Regions from separate parts of the Sus scrofa genome. Here region 1 is linked to region 2. A link is a contact called in public Hi-C data. All regions are on one chromosome and are shown on one strand. Each heading gives the region's core, a stretch centred on a gene start, on an enhancer-like site or on the middle of the called end of the contact. The rest is flanking DNA. Distances are from core to core; before and after follow the strand shown.

What was found. A called contact is a pair of places that touch in the nucleus more often than the background predicts.
Region 1: a Hi-C map of skeletal muscle shows a contact between it and region 2, with 5 times the contacts expected there. The contact joins the promoter of KDM3A here to the promoter of KRCC1 in region 2. A contact is called at or near these places in 2 of 5 promoter capture datasets (fetal liver and liver) and 2 of 47 Hi-C or Micro-C datasets (liver and skeletal muscle).

What each region holds. Positions count from the first base shown.
Region 1 is chr3:58,352,011-58,357,119 of Sscrofa11.1, reverse strand. It overlaps KDM3A (lysine-specific demethylase 3A), which reads left to right and starts at 2,120. Exons shown (of 26, transcript XM_003124935.6): 1 at 2,120-2,237; 2 at 2,825-3,039. The coding sequence starts at 2,854.
Region 2 is chr3:57,924,983-57,929,636 of Sscrofa11.1, reverse strand. It overlaps KRCC1 (lysine rich coiled-coil 1), which reads right to left and starts at 1,374. Exons shown (of 4, transcript NM_001243946.1): 1 at 1,123-1,374.

The DNA of each region.
Region 1 (5,109 bases), core at 871-3,370, 430 kb before region 2:
GATCATGACGATGCCAGATCTTTAACCCACTGAGTGAGGCTGGGCTCGAACCCACATCCTCATGGATCCTAGTTGGGTTAGTTTCTGCTGAGCCACAATAGGAACTCCCTTGCTCATATTTTATATAAGAATTTCTCACCTCTATTTATAATGTGATTAAGCTATAGCTTTCCTTTATTGCACTCTCCTGGTTAAGATTTGATAATAAAAGGTTTGCAAGTTTTATAAAATGCATAGAATATCTATCTTTCCTAAATTCTGGAACTGTGAATATAACATAGGCATTATGTGTCATTTGAAGTTTAATAGAACTTTTTCCTATTATTTTTCAAATTAATAATTATGTAATCTAAGTCCTCCATACCCTCACCTATTTTAAAAATCTGAAATGCCTGTTTCTAGGGTAGATGTATTTATATCTTCTACTCTTATTACAAATTGTCAAGATGTTTTCATAAGTTTACTCTTAGCTTAGGCTAGGCTATGTTCCTATGCTCCCAGAGTCATAATAATTCAAGAGTCTGTATTATGTTTGTGGGATTTACCCTTTATTGACATAAAATCCTTTTCTCTTTGATGCTTTTGCTTTCAGCCATATTAACAGTGCTATTTTGTTTTCCTTCAATTACCATTAGATTAGAAACTCTTTCACCCAGTATTTTCAAGTTTTCTGTGTTTTTGGAGTTCACTTGAGGTCAATTTATAGGATTTTGTTTTCAATCCAGTGTGTCTTTTTAAGTTCTGAGCAAAATTAACCCACTTATATTTATTGTAAATACTGATATTTAGACTTCTCTAGTTTTTTTTTTCTATTTACCACATTCTGTCTTAAGTTTTATTTGTTTTTTTCTCTATCCCATTCTGACCTATGTTAGACCAATAGGTTTTCTTTGTTCCATTTCCTCCCTTTTGAATGGTCTGCAAATTGCAATCCAAATTAATTCTTCAGTGTTTATTCTTAATTAAAATTTTAATTTAATGTCATCTGTTCAGAACATAGAAGTTTAAAGCCAACACGGAGTTAACTTGCATCTATAATCTCACAAATAGGTTTCTGAACTTTTTCTGATTCTCAGTTTTCACACTTGTAAAATTGGTAGCTTGAGTTCTTCACTTAATTTTAATCATGATTAAATGTGATGCCATGTCAAGCACCAGCCTTTATAAAATAAGAGAACTTCAATTCCTTTATTCCATTTTTTTCTTTATTCAACCAAAAAACTTGAGGTCCAAAAGACATAATCACCTCTCAACTCCTTTGTCCTTCAAAGTCACTTCCTCTTCACATCTCTTACACCATTATGACCTTGATCTAGTCCTTCAATTTCTTTGTAGGTCTCAGAATATCTTCCCATCCTCCCTTTACATTAAAAAAAAAAATCCATTTCGCATTCTACTGATGTCCTCTTTTGCTCTAGATTTAATTAACGTCATTTCCCAATGACTCCATGCCTTTCTTCATTTTTCCTTCAAAATGGCGGACTTTAGACTTTCCATGATGAACACCACGTGCGCCTGCGCCTCCCGCGGCCATTTCACCCAGCAGCCCAAGCTCCAGCCTCTGCTCAGCAAAGCGCCTGCGCACCAGCCTCCAGAGCGCTGTCGCTCCTCCCTCTAGCTGAGTACGCTTGAAACCGCACGTTCCCGTCCCTTCCCTCCCCCGCTGACTCTGCACCGCCCTCACCCTTTTCCTGTGAGATTCTTCCGCCAAGTGGAATGCCTATCTTCGGTCGACAGCCTACGCACTTGAAAAGCAATCCAATAGGCACTTACAGCTCTGGGCTTCGCCATTCAGTCTTATCTGTGCACCACTGTAATTTCCCTCTGGGTCCTAAAGTTGATAGCCGATTTCGCGGGACTTTTTTGTATCCTGTGAGGCAACAAATGGAAAGAATGGCTGTGGCGGAGGGATCCCTCACTTACGCTTGGTGTACTTTAACCTAATGGGGGTCGTCCGGGAGTCGGAAGGGGGAGGGGAAAGGGAGGAGGCAGCCAAGGAATTGTTTTTTTCTCTCGCCCCGCCCTCCCTAGGACGGCCAATGGCGATGGGCTCTTTCCCCACGAGTCTCGCCCAGCTCCTTGGGCCCAGCCAATGAGCGGTGGAAGCGGCTCCAAGGGGGCGGGCCCGGGAGGCTGTGCGTGTCTTGTGAGAGCTCTTGAACCAAGTCAGAGCTAGAGTCGGCTGGGCGGCTGGAAACGGCGGCCGCCGCCGGTGACTCAGGGAGGCGGGAGGCGGGGTAAGCGCGCCGCGGCCTCGGCTGAGGGGAGCGGAGGAAGAAAGGTGAAGGCGCCAAGCCCGCGGCCCCGCCGCCCCCGCGCCTCGGCGCAGGCCGGGGGTCGGGGGCTGGGAAGCGGGTGTCGGGGCGGGGCGGCGGGGCAAGTGCGGAACCGCGGGCTCGCCCCTCCCGCGGGGCCGCCCGGGGCGGGGACCCGACCGCCCGCCCGGGACGGGCCCTCTGCTTCGGGGCCTTTTCTTTTCCGGGGTGAGGGGCGAACACTTTCAAATTCACTTAAGCTGCAAATGATTTTCCCTTCACTCTGTCTGCGTTTAGGTTTAAGGTTTAGGAAAAGCGAAACTTGGGAGAGCGAGGGTCACGCGGCGCTTGGGCCCGTGTTTGCGGTGGGGGAGGGATCGGGGGCGGGGAGGACGCGGGTGGAGAGATCGGCTGCGGGATCCTCAGTCGCACCCGCGGTTGCCTGGGGTCCCGTCCTCCGAGCGGGGTTAGAACCCTTCCCTCCGCTCCGGCCTCCCCCCACCGCGCTCTCTTCCCGGCCTCCCTCCCACCGGCCGCCCCCGTTGCATTTTGTTTTTGTGTTTTTGCAGGGAGGAGCCCTTCCTGCAGCGTGGAAATCATGGTGCTCACGCTTGGAGAAAGTTGGCCAGTATTGGTGGGGAAGCGATTCCTCAGTCTGTCCGCTGCCGACGGCAGCGAAGGCGGCCACGACAGCTGGGACGTGGAGCGCGTCGCCGAGTGGCCCTGGCTCTCCGGGACCATTCGAGCTGTCTCCCACACCGACGTTACCAAGAAGGATCTGAAGGTAAAACGGCTCCCGGGCCTCGGCTGGCGGCCGTTTCCTAGTTACCTAGGTAACGAGACAGCCGGCACCCCCCCCCCCTTTTCTGAAAAGGCGACCAGAAAGTTGGCATCTGATCTGAAGGTGCAGGCAACTAGACCTTGAAAGTCTTTCAAATGGTGTGTAGAGCGAGGTGTGCTTGGCCTAGAGTTGCCTATGTTTAATAATGGGCTTAGGGTTGCTCAGACATGCTTAGTTTTTGCCCGAGCTGTGCCTCATTAGGGCTGTACGATTATTTCTCCAAAGGCGGAGTGGTGTTGTAAAGATGAAGTTGGGCAAGTGGGTGACGTTTGGAGTCATTAAGGACTGAGCGCTCCTGCTTGGAAGCGCTTTCGGTTGGGTTTCTTGTTTGTTCCCCCTAATTTCTTCACCCAACTTATTCAACTTTCAGACTTGTTAGAAAAGAAGTGTGAGAGTAGAGGGAGGAGCTTAGATCTATTAGGGTGGGTATTTGTCCGTATATGGTGGGTCAGGGCTGGAGTGGGTTCCTGGTTGTCTCTGATGAGTCTGTGGGTGGGTGTGGGATATGCCCATATATGGAGGGTCGGGGTGGAGCTGCCCCTTATATGGTGTTTTGGAGGAATGGCTTCAAAGTATTCCATTTGGGTGTTTGAGGGGAAGGAGAGAAATGGGAACAAGTGCGGCCAGTGTGATTTTTAATCACAGTGACACGCAGAACCTTGCACAGTTCTTTTCAAAAAGAGATGACTTCTGATCATACTCCCTAATAGAAGTATTGCTGTGAAAGTGTTGTCTGGAAACTACCAGTGAGGAAGCCATTGTACCAACAAAGACTCCTTTGTGCAGAAATAACTGAAAAACGGTCCCCAACAAACACTCCAAAGTGGTGATAACTTGAAGGGAGCTTGCCAGAACAGAGGAGCTTGCCATTCCTGGGTAATGGATATGTTTCAGTATCACTTGGTCATTATCTTCAATTTTTCTTGAAAACTGCTCAAATAAGGAAAGTAAGTTTTTGCGCTGGTACTTGAACATGCTGACTTCTGAAACACTGTTCACTTGAACGCTTTTGAGGTGACAGTGCATGCCCCAACCAGTATTAGTCTGCAAAGGGTTGTAGGAAAGGGATGGGTGGTGATGTGTTTGTAAAGCTTCTATAGTGTGCTTTATCATCTAGTTGAAAAGGAAAGACCGTTGAATGTTTAACCATATGCCAGGCATCATGCTGAACACTTCAGAGCTGTGCTCTTATTTAATCCTTACAGTTCTTTGGGGATAGTTACTTATGGTCCCAGTTTTACAGAGAGAAGTCCTGGGGATGGGGGAGATCATCTTCCCCAGGTCACATACCGAGGAATTGGCATAGCCTAGGTTCTAATCCAGAAAGTTTTGACCCTTGAGCCCTCCCTCTTAATTGTCATGCTCCCTGATCAAAGGCTTTGCCACCAAAGGTGTCCTGTCCTACACTGTGAAGTTTGGTTTCATTCCTAGCAAGCTGGATTTTGATACTGACAGAATGTAGTGTGGCACAAGGATGGCCAACCTATTTGCTTTAGGCTAATACCCTTTCTCAATAAAATGGGCTTTGTGTACTAGGTTTCAGTCATAGTTCTTGTGGTTTATTTCACTTGTCAAGTAAAATTTTCTCTAGTGTGCTTGTTTTTATCTGACTTTATTGTAAACAAAATTAAGCTTTATAGTCTTTAGTTCTTTGGCAGATGATGAGAGACTAGGTGTTCCCTTCCCGGACAGTGATTGTGGACCTGTTGGATTAGGGAGGCAGTCTAGGAGGTCCTTTATGTGTATTCTTTTTAATCTCCACATCTCCCCCACCTCCAGCCTTTGAAGTGGTGGTGATATCTTCATTTTCAGAATGAAGAAATGGATTTAGGGAAAGGAGTCTTGCCCAGACTTGCATAGTTAGCTAATGATGGAGGGAGCATTTAAACCTAGGTTTGGCTGTCTCTTCCACTCTGCTAAGCTGCCTAACCTGAAGACGGCAGGGATTTTAATTCAAGAACAGTTTTGATTCTATTGGATTTTTTTTTTTTTTCTCCTTAACCTGGGGACATC
Region 2 (4,654 bases), core at 125-2,624:
GACCCAGTCCCATTTTGAGCTCAGGCTGGGAAAGCTCAGGGCTGTCAAAAGGCATTTATTGTTTGTTCTAGCCAACACCTGAATATAAGGCCCTGACCTCTCTTTTTTAGAGTAGTTACTAAAAAGGGTTTACAATTGTTTGTTAATTCTTCCTCTGTCCCTTTGAGATATATGTGTACCCCCCACAACTCAGGAATGTCTTTCTCAAAGATCTGAAAGCCATCCTTTTAAAGTGTAATTATCAGAAAAGGCAGGGCCTGGGGTCTCCCAGTCTGTGGGAAAAGTGAATCCTCACTTCCACAAGATGACACAGCTCGCCTAAGTGCACGGACACTGCCCAAACCTAGGTAATTTTGCGCTTTCCTGACTCTACTGAACCCCTTCCTTCATTTTCCCTCTAAAACCCCGTCACCTCTGCGCAAATCGGAATGGAGCTCAGCTCTTTCCCTACTGCAGTTACTGAATAAAAGCTGTTTTTGCCTCTCTGATGTCCTGCTGTATTATCTTTGACTCTGGTAGATACAAATTTAAATTCAGACGACTACTACAATAGGCCCGTAAATCTTAGAAGCTTGTTTTACAGGGTGTTATCCTCAAAAGCTAAGGAAAACTCTGCAAAGTAATCCCTCAAATACCTCACCCCCTCTTCCCTTCCTCCAGGGCCTCCGCAACTTGAAGCTCCCGTGTTTACTTCCTACTGTGGCCAAATTTCACTTCTCCCTCCGCGTGAGGGCTCTACTTTGTAGGATGCTGAATTTCGCCCAGCGCAGGTCTACGCCCTTCCACGTCTGGAGCCTTTTCTCTCCGTGTCTCTGTCCCCTTGATCTCGGGGTGTCCTCCTCAACCCCCTTCCCTCTCCCTGACACTCCAGATCCACGGCCTCGACCTGGCCGCCTCTCTCCCACTCCAACTTCAACTTCCCGGCAGCGGAGGCGTCCCCGCTCCCGCCGCGCTCCGTGCTGGGGCCCCGGCGGCCCTTTCCCGGGGCTGCGAGTGGGGAGGGGAGCGTAGCCCTGTCCGGGTCGGCCATCTCGCACTCTCTGGGCGCGCCCGGCCTCTACCGGGCTGGGGGATCGAGCGGCTGAAGGCCGAGGCCGCTCCCGCTGCCGGGCGGGAACTCACCTTCTCTGAGGCAGGGGCGGCCGTCTACAACTACGGCCCCCCTCCCCGCCAACGCCACCGGTCGGGGGATAGGCTGAGGTGGAGGTGGCGGAGAGGCAGGGACAACCGCTGCCGCCACCGCCGCCTCCGCCGCGGAGCAGACGGGGTGGGAGGAGGGGGCGGAGACCGGGCTTCCTGAAGGGAAGTAGCCACCACCACCACCAGCGACTGACTGGACAGCGCCCGCGCCATGGCGGCGGCGGGGCGTGCCACTGCGCTTGCGCAGTCACCCTACTCTCAGAGAGCCTTTTTAGCCCCGCCTTCTTGTTTGCTCCGCCCCCTCGGTCCCCTTCTTCCGGGACTCTGTTTTAACCTGGCCGAAGCTCTCCTCACTGCTACTCACTTCGGGCGGTGGCGGGGGGAAATCTAAAACCAACAAAGAAAAAAGTTTGGAAATCTGCGGTTTCTACCTCCAGAATATCTGAAAAATCATGATTTCCTGCTTTACCTTTTTAAAGTTTGTTAAGAGTCTTTGATACACAGTAGATTAAGCAAAATCTTTGGTGGTGATATGCTGTCATCATTGCAGCATAAATGACCTTTTTCTCTCCCTTGGCTCTCTCAGTATACGTGTATATACATACACACGTTCATCTCATCCTCTTGTTCCCTGTCTCCCAAAGAAATCACTACCCTGGTTTGTAGTCATCATTTCTTTACATATGTATATATCTTTATCACATGTATGCTTGGGGAAATTTTTTTCTTTTTTTGGTCATTTTGCCATTTCTTGGGCCGCTCCCGCGGCATATGAGGTTCCCAGGCTAGGGGTCGAATAGCAGCTGTAGCTGCTGGCCTACACTACAGCCACAGCAACGATGCCAGATCCTTAACCCACTGAGCAGGGCCAGGGATCAAACCTGAAACCTCATGGTTCCTAGTCAGATTCATTAACCACTGAGCCACGATGGGAACTCCTGCTTGGGGAAAATTTTTAGATTGTTTTTTAATTTTATAAGATTTATGTCTTTCTCTAGCAGGGCTTCTTTCACTCAATGTTTTGAGACTCATCCAAGCTGTTGCACATAAATGTTATTTATTCATTTCACTGCTATACAGTGTTACACCCCTTTTCCTGTTGATGGGCATGTCCCCTGTGCATTGTGCAAAAGTTTCTCTTGGGTAAGCTCTCCTTTCCTGTAATACAACCGCTGACTAATTTCAGGTTCCCATCATCTTTTGTTAGAACCATGGCAATAGCTACCTAATTTACCATTCTTCCTGATTTCACCGTTCCAGTCTACCAAAGGGTTCTATGTGGAAGTCATTTCTGGCTCCAGTTGTCTGTTGGAGAAAGTCCCACATGAATACTACTTCTGGGCTTCTGTGCACCTCCCTGATCTCATTATCTTCCTAGTGTTCTCACTTCCCCACCCTTTCACTTTGTGATTCAACAACATTAAACTTTTATTGATTCTTGTAAATACCCTGCTATTACATAACTCAGTTTATTGTATCTGCTACTTCTTCCTGAAACACCCTCTTCCTACTGCCTAATGAACTCCTCCTCCCCTCAGAAGTAAATCCTATCCTGAATTCAGCATTTCTCATTTTCATGTCTTTCTTTATATTTTTACTACATATGTATGTATCTCTAAGTAACATGAAGTATTGTTTTGCATGATATAAAACTTTACATAAATGTTAATATGCATACTGTTTTTTCTCCTGCACTTTGTTTTTTTTCAACTCAACATTAGTTTTTGATTTTAACCTCTGCTGAGATGTGAGGTTCTGATTCATTCCCTTTCTCATCTCTCTTAATGTCCGTTATATGAATGCACATGAGCTATCTGTTCTCCTTTCATGAGACTTTGAACTTATTTCCCATTTTTCTTTTACAGACAGTAACTTTTACCTTTAACCTTCTCATGCAGTTTCCTTGTGCACATATGTGAGAGTTTCTCCAGGGTTTATACTTAGGAGATGCTGCTGCTTTTTAACTAGGAGGCTGATGCATCAATAATACCCACCTCAAAGGGTGTTGTGAAAACACAAGTAATGCAAATAAAGCATAATTTTAAGCATTCAGATATTTATTCTTGCTTTTGGAATATCTCTCAAATGAATATGAAGCACTGGGACATAAAGGGCAATAGTCTGGTGCCAGAATGATAAAGTATAATACGTTTGCTTATGTAACTCACAGAATACCCTCTGAAGATTTCCCTGACTCCTTAGGTTTCCCTGAATATGCTTTCATATCTCTCTTGCCATCTTCTATGCTTTTCTATAATCCTTTCTAAATGGCCAGTGTCTTGAATCTTCTTCCTTCCTCTCTTTCCCTCCCTCCCTCTCTTTCTTCTTTCTCTCTCTTTCTTTCTTTCTTTCTTTCTTTCTTTCTTTCTTTCTTTCTTTCTTTCTTTCTTTCTTTCTCGTCTGTGACAAATAGAGGTTCCTGGGTCGAATGGGAGCTGCAGCTGTCAGCCTACACCACAACCACAGCAACACTGGATCTGAGCTGTATCTGCCACTTACACTGCAGCTTGCAGCAATGCTGGATCCTTAACCAACTGAGCAAGGCCAGGGATCGAACCCACATCCCTCATGCACACTGTGTCAGGTTCTTAACCCCCTGAGCTGCAACAGGAACTCCAACATTTTAATCATCTTTGTATTGGGACACTGAGCATAGTGCCTGATACACGTGCTGATAAATGCATGTGGAATGAGAGAATTTAGGAATTTTTGGGGGGAAAGAAAGCTGCAGCTAAGGGTTTCTAGGAGCCAAAGGAAGCAAGATGGAGGCAAGCGTGCTATCTTAGTAAGAACACAGAGACCAAGAAGAGTGTGAAGTTTTGTCAATGATGTAATTATACAGGATATAATGGACTGTTCAGGAGGGAAAGTGCTCCTGTCATTCTGGAATGTGAGTGCTAGGGGTGCCTAAGAACTTACTTGATCGTGTCACTTGCAGTGGTTATGAAATGAAAGAATGCACTTGAAAACAGTGAACATCCCCTAGCTTGTTTAAACTGCTAGGCATTATGCTATTATTAGTTTAAAGCAGGACTGGCAAACATTTTCTGTAAAAGGCCAAACAGTAAACATTGTGGACTTTGTGGGCCATATGGTTTTTGTTGCAGATATTCAACTCTGCTGCTGTAGTGTGAGAGCAGGCATAGAAAATATGTAAACAAATGAGTATGGCTGTTTTCTGGTACAATTTAATTTATTGTCACTGAAATTTGAGTTTTATATACTTTTCATGTATCTCAAATGTTCTTCTGACTTTCCCCCTCATTAAATAAGGTCCAAACCAGCCTTAATTCACAGGTTCAAAGGAAGCTTGCTCATCCCTGGCCTAAATGAATCTTAGTTCTGGGTACAAAAGAAGGTCAATTTCAATGCTATAGGGCTTTTTTTTTTTTTTTTTTTTTTTTTTTTAAACTAAAAAAAGCCTTAGAAAAAGATTTTAAATGTTGCAGGCTCCCTTGACTTGCCACTAGATGGTAGTCTCTGCAGGTGTGTGTCTCAGTCCATGGGTTCTCTC